Linked DNA regions of Gossypium arboreum: region 1 is linked to region 2. The links are chromatin contacts, called in public Hi-C maps. All regions are on one chromosome and are shown on one strand. The core of a region is the stretch at or near the end of the contact, and the rest is flanking DNA. Distances in the headings are between cores, read along the strand shown.

Region 1 (2,939 bases), core at 15-2,514, 610 kb before region 2:
AATGGACCTAAGGCCCGCCACTTTATAACGTCTCTTAAGCCATTAAGGGGGGACTGAATTGTTAGGACTTAGGAACTAATAGCTTGAATGACTGATAGGATCAGGACCTTCGACCTAAAAGAAGAATGTTCGCCTACAGGCACAATCAACTGAGGACCTTACAGGAATGCAAGATATTCGCAGAGATAGCTCGCATGGAAAGGCTCACGTAAGCTTCACACAAACAAGGTCGCAAAAAGGAGCTCACGTAAACCTCGCAGGGACGAGGTCACGAGCTATGTCTGTGAAGAAGACCCCCACCCTCGTGACTAACAGGTACGAGGTTCACTGGGGGAGTCAGTCCCAGGGTTAGAAAGGACCGTGTACTCTACAGGCAAGAGTTCAATAAGCTAGAGGAGGCATAGAAAATATCTGCACCAAGGACATAGAATGTCAATGCCCTTGGCCCAAAAGCCAAGACAAGATAGTGGACCCTATTGTGAAGTGTAACAGTAGCGGTAGGAATTATGTATAAATACCGTATGTGTTTTCCTTAATACAACATGATCAAATATTACTCAACAAGTTGTAATAAGATAAGTACTAAAATAGTTCATTATTTAATATATAAAAATGTTGAATAAGTAAAAAAGTGTTAATTTATGAAATATTTTATATTTAATGAAAGGAAAATGCTTGATAACTCTACACATTTCTCTTTTCACGAGTGGGTAAAATATTTTGGATATTTTTATGAATATAGTATTATTTTTAAAGAATAATATATTTACCAAATATTTTGTATTTGTAAAATTATAAGGTACATTTTATAAAAAATTTTTATATTTACGAAATAAAATTAATTCAAAAAATTTACATGAAAATACTTTATAAAATATTTCACGAAATAAAATAATTTACAAAATAAATTCCGAGTAAAATTTGGCATGTAATTTTACAAGAACAATATTTTAAAAATTTTACAATTCTTTTTTATAATTGTCACAACTCTCGTATTACCAAGCTAATGTAAAATCATCTTGAAATTATCCCAATTATAATAATATCATATTAGAAGCTGAAGATGATTTTGTACATTGGAACCTGAAAAATAAGGTTACCACTTACCAACCAAACACTCCCTGACAATTTATTCCATGCAACTTTTTCAGCGACGTCCATATATAAAAATAAAATAATACACGATTGGGCAGTAAAGAAACACAAGACGAAAGTCCGTAAGGATAGCATTAACTCAGGGACAAAAAGGGGGCTAACTCGTGGCCACGTTGCTGCTACTATCTGACAGTAACAGCCGGGCCCCACAGCAGCATGTCGTTGCCTTGCCCGCTGCCCCTACATGTTCCAATCCCCGCACTTTCAACTCCGTTCTGTGGAAAAAGATAGAAGACAAGTTATCGCTGCCGGCCCACACCTACTTCCTCAATTCATTTATCACTGGTAAGTATGTTTGGTCTTCCTTTTTGATTGGTTTTGGGTATTTGATCTTCTGCCATTTCATCATAATATAAATTCAAGTTTGATCCTTGAGGATAGATGGAGATGAGTATACTTTGTTTTATGTTTCCAGATGGTATTAGATTTGATTGGTAGTGACGTTTTTGGGGTGGAAAAAGAAAGATGATATATATCGTGAATTGATGTTGTTTTCGTCTTTTTATTCTTTTCTCGCCGTGATTTAACAGTCACGAATCTCTTGCTATTTGCCTGGAAAAAAGTAAAGGTTTTGGCGATTAGATTTAGTGTCTGATTTCACGGCTTTCTAGCTGAGAACCCTTTCTTACCGGGTCCAGCCATACCTCGGCCGACTGGGTTTCACCTTCTATTTATGATTCTCGGGAATCTGTGTCATCATCATCGGTCGATAAGGTTGGTCTAAAAGAGAAAAATAAATTCAACATAAAACAATTTTTCTTTCAACTCATTTATTTTAAAAAATTTTAGATGATTACTTATCTTAATCCATAAAATTATACATCCTTAATGCATCACATGTTAACTCTTTATAAAAAGTTTATTGGACAATATTATACAATTTTAGTGTAGTTTTAGGCATGACAAATAATGTTTGAGAGTTGATAGGTGTTATATAAAATTATAGTAAAATATTTAAAATTAGTTATTTAGAAAAAAGTATGTAAATTTTTGTGAAAAAAGAGAGTATATTGTCAATATATCAAATACTTACTCAAAATTTATATATAATGAATACTGTTGAGTATTTGATATATAACAGCGTACTTTTTTAACTCTACAAATAATATTATAAATTTTCCGCATGTCTTAATTTTTTATATAATTTTTAATTTTACTATACTTTATATAGGCCCAATTTTATTTATGAAAGTTTTAAATTTTACTAGTAGTATCGAAATTTTTAATTTTTAATTTTATATATTATCTATGTATGAAATTATGATACAACTATTTAAAATGAACATAAGTAGATTTATTTGTAAAAACTTTAAATGATATGTTAAATTTTAGTTTATTGATAATGCATAAAAATATTGTGTAAATTATTAACATTTTAGCAAAGGGTTTATATTTGATTGATTATAATATATAATTTTATACATTACCTTGATCATACATGCAAGGTTTTATTTTATTTTATATATTGAAGAAAACCAATTAATTACTTGTCTAAATCTTGAGCAACAAATATTGCAAGTGGATGGTTTTTAATCAAAATTAACGTCATGGTTAGCTACTATTAGCAACTACCTCATAACTATTTGAATTACTATCTTGAATATATTAAATATTAACTCTTTAGTAAAAGATTTATATCTATTTATATTTAATAAAATTAACTGTATATAATTTTATAATTAATGAAATTATAAAACAATTATTTGAAACGCAATAAAGTGAATTTAATTTTAAAAACCTTAAATGGTATATCATCTAATTTATTAAAATTCATAAAATTATAT
Region 2 (3,172 bases), core at 1-2,500:
AAATAATTCGATGTTCGAGTTCGAGTTGAGTTAAATTTTACCATTCTTAAATTTTACCATTCAAATAACTCGAATAATTTGAATAACAAATTGATGTAAACAGTCTTTGTTAGTTTTTGAAAATGAGCAAATAGGCCTTTTTACCAAAAATTACAAAAAAATTAAATAAATTTTAAAATTCTAAATATTTATAAAAATTGCAAAATGTATATTTTTCAACAATTATAAAAATCTAAAGAATATATAAAGAAAGTTAAAAATTTTAAAATTTTCTAAAATAATAAGTTTGGGACCTAAATAAGTTAATTAATGATTCAAGCATACTAAAATAACTTTTTTTCTCTTATTTTTCTTTGAAATTTTTTAAATATATTGATTTCAAATTTATTTACTCTAACATGGAATTAGTTATATTGTATTGAGATTTTAATTCAAAATGTTTAATTTTTAATTTAACTTGAACAATTTCACTTGATTCGATTAGAAAAAAATTCAAATTGAGTTAGGATAAAAAAAAAGGACCCGCCAACTCAATTTTTTTTACTCAATTCGATCAAACACTCACTCTTATTTATAAGCACAAGTTGAAATAGTAAATTTTATCTCAATCAACTTGAAATTTACTATCCAACCATTGAATATTCGATTTTTTGTTTAATCAATTTATACAATTATTTAAAAACAATTATATCTAATAAATATTTGAAACTCAATATTTACCTCAGATAGGTTATTTTTAGAAAATTAAAAATTAAATAGGTAAGGAAGAGAAGGTGAGGTTTGTTAAAGAAAATGAAAGAAATTAAATAAAAAAACGTACCCGAAGTCAATCTACCTAAATTTGACTTGGAGAAAAGAAACCTTGGGTTTTAAGACATTGAAAATTGGATTATTGTCCTGCTCACTTTAGTAGAGAATTTTTTTCTAGAATGACATGGCAAAATAATAAAATAATTAAAATAATTATATATATGATAAAATCCTAAAAAAAATTTATGATTTTTTTTATTCTTATTAATATTAGATGAACTATTTATTCTTAAAAACTTGTTATAAAAGGGAAAAGAAAAACAAGAAAGGAGTTTGTGGAATGTGATTAAATTAAAGAGGGTCTTATTCCATGATCAAAAGCAAAATTAAAAAAGGAAAAGTAATTTCTTTTAAAGAAGGAAAAAAAATAAATAATAGTTTGTTGGATATTAAGCGGTGAATTATTTAAGCGGCACCTTCTTTAAAATGGACCGGCGCTTATCGCGGAACGAAGAAAAGGAAATATACTGCGCCAAACTGTCTTCTTTCTTTCTACTGCTTTGTGAGCTCTGCTTGGGACCACTTTTCTCCTTTTGCTTTGCATACTAAACTATATACATACATGTGTTCAAAGAAGAATGGCACTTTTATCCATTTCTCCAACAATATTAGCTTTTCAAAAGTATAACCTTCTACCTTCAAATTAGATTATTATTATTATAAATATCATGTTCATGATACTAATTCAGTTTCTCGAAATGTAGCAATGGCATATTCTAATTAAAGTTAAACAAGGCAGCTTTGTGAGACCCAGAAACAAAAGTCACAAGTGAAGTTGAAGATCCAACTTGGTTTTTTCAGCTCTCTTCTTCTCTTTTTCAACATTATTATAACTCTATTCTTTTGCAAACTCACTCTCACTCTCTCCCCATTCTTCTCTTAAGAAAAAAATTATGGATTGCTTTGATCTTGAGAACCCATTCACCAGCTTGGACAATCAAGAATCTGATATAATCTCAGCTCTCTTCTCTTCAGAATCTGATCACATGCCTTCCCACAACTACTTTCTAAGTTTAAAGAGCAATGACTTGTTTGTTTCTTTTCGACAGGAAGCCATTTCTCTCATTTTGAGGGTACCCATATCTATTTTCACTATTCACTACTGTTCTTTTCCTTCCATTTCATTTTAATACATGGTTTACTGTTCTTGTCTTTTATAACTTGTTTTAATTGGTCAGGCACAGTATTCATGTAACATTGATCCTTACACAACATACCTGGCTACTAACTACATGGACCGGTTCGTCTCCAGGCAAGAAATTCCTGTATGTAGGCAAGATGAAGAGTGTTGTTTTCTTGGTAACCAAACAAAGTATTTTTTATAACAACTTGAATACTTTAACAGCAAGGTAATCCATGGGTGTTGAGGCTTCTTGTGATCGCTACCATTTCTTTGGCTTCAAAGATGAAGGAACAACACTTCTCTTCCTCCAATTTCCAGGTTAATTAAACATCTCATCTTAATTTGAAATTTTTTTTTTTACCTTCATGCAAAGACTAATACAAATGAAACAGAGAGACGAAGGGCTCATCTTTGATGCCCCCGCAATTCAACGAATGGAGCTTCTGATACTTGATGCCTTGAATTGGAGAATGAGATCAGTAACACCCTTGTCGTTTATCTGCTTCTTCATATCTTTGTTTGAACTTAAAGATCCACCTTTGAGACAAGCATTGAAAGATAGAGCAACAAACATAATCTTCCAAGCTTGTAATGGTAATTAAACAGAACATAGTAACATGTCCGTTATGTCTTTTATCGGAAAACAGCTTGAACATGTCTGTTATGTTATTTGTTGCAGAAATCAAACTGCTAGAGTTCAAACCATCAATAATTGCAGCATCAGCTCTTCTTATGGCATCCCATGAGCTATTCCCTTTGCAGTTTCCATCTTTTGAAACCTCGATTTTGAGCTATCGACATGTTAATAAAGTAAGGAACTGGAACTATAAAACATTATTGAAGGTCATTTTCTTTTCAATTACTTTAGGTTAATGAATTAAATGAATATAATTTTGACAGGAGAATCAGTTGAAATGCTTTAATGCAATGCAAGAGATGGTGGCTAATGAAACTAGCGATTCAATTATTGAAACGGTGTCAAGCTCAAGTACAACAACTCCAATGAGTGTTTTAGACTGCCATTGTGAGAGAAGCAGTAGCAGCATGGCAGCCATTGCAGTGCCTGAAAAGAGAGAGCAAAGGAAGCGTCAGAAATTGAATGGTTTTTGCAGTGAAAGTAACAGGGTGAAGATTTCCCAGATTCAACCATGTGGTTAAGATTTCTACCTAGATTTTCTATACCTAATGTCCTAAAGGGAAAAGGACAAAAGGGTTCATGAACAGCTTTAGTTAGAACTC

Evidence for each region. A called contact is a pair of places that touch in the nucleus more often than the background predicts.
Region 1: a contact with region 2 is called in a Hi-C map of leaf, with 4 times the contacts expected there. The contact joins the promoter of LOC108484332 here to the promoter of LOC108452265 in region 2. A contact is called at or near these places in 2 of 5 Hi-C or Micro-C datasets (both in leaf).

What each region holds. Positions count from the first base shown.
Region 1 is chr6:39,480,267-39,483,205 of ASM2569848v2, reverse strand. LOC108484332 reads left to right here and starts at 1,264. Exons shown (of 3, transcript XM_017788079.2): 1 at 1,264-1,440. The coding sequence starts at 1,340.
Region 2 is chr6:38,868,097-38,871,268 of ASM2569848v2, reverse strand. LOC108452265 (putative cyclin-D6-1) reads left to right here and starts at 1,250. Exons shown (of 8, transcript XM_053029982.1): 1 at 1,250-1,432; 2 at 1,515-1,601; 3 at 1,860-1,883; 4 at 1,989-2,075; 5 at 2,156-2,251; 6 at 2,326-2,527; 7 at 2,613-2,743; 8 at 2,834-3,172. The coding sequence starts at 2,043. The coding sequence ends at 3,091.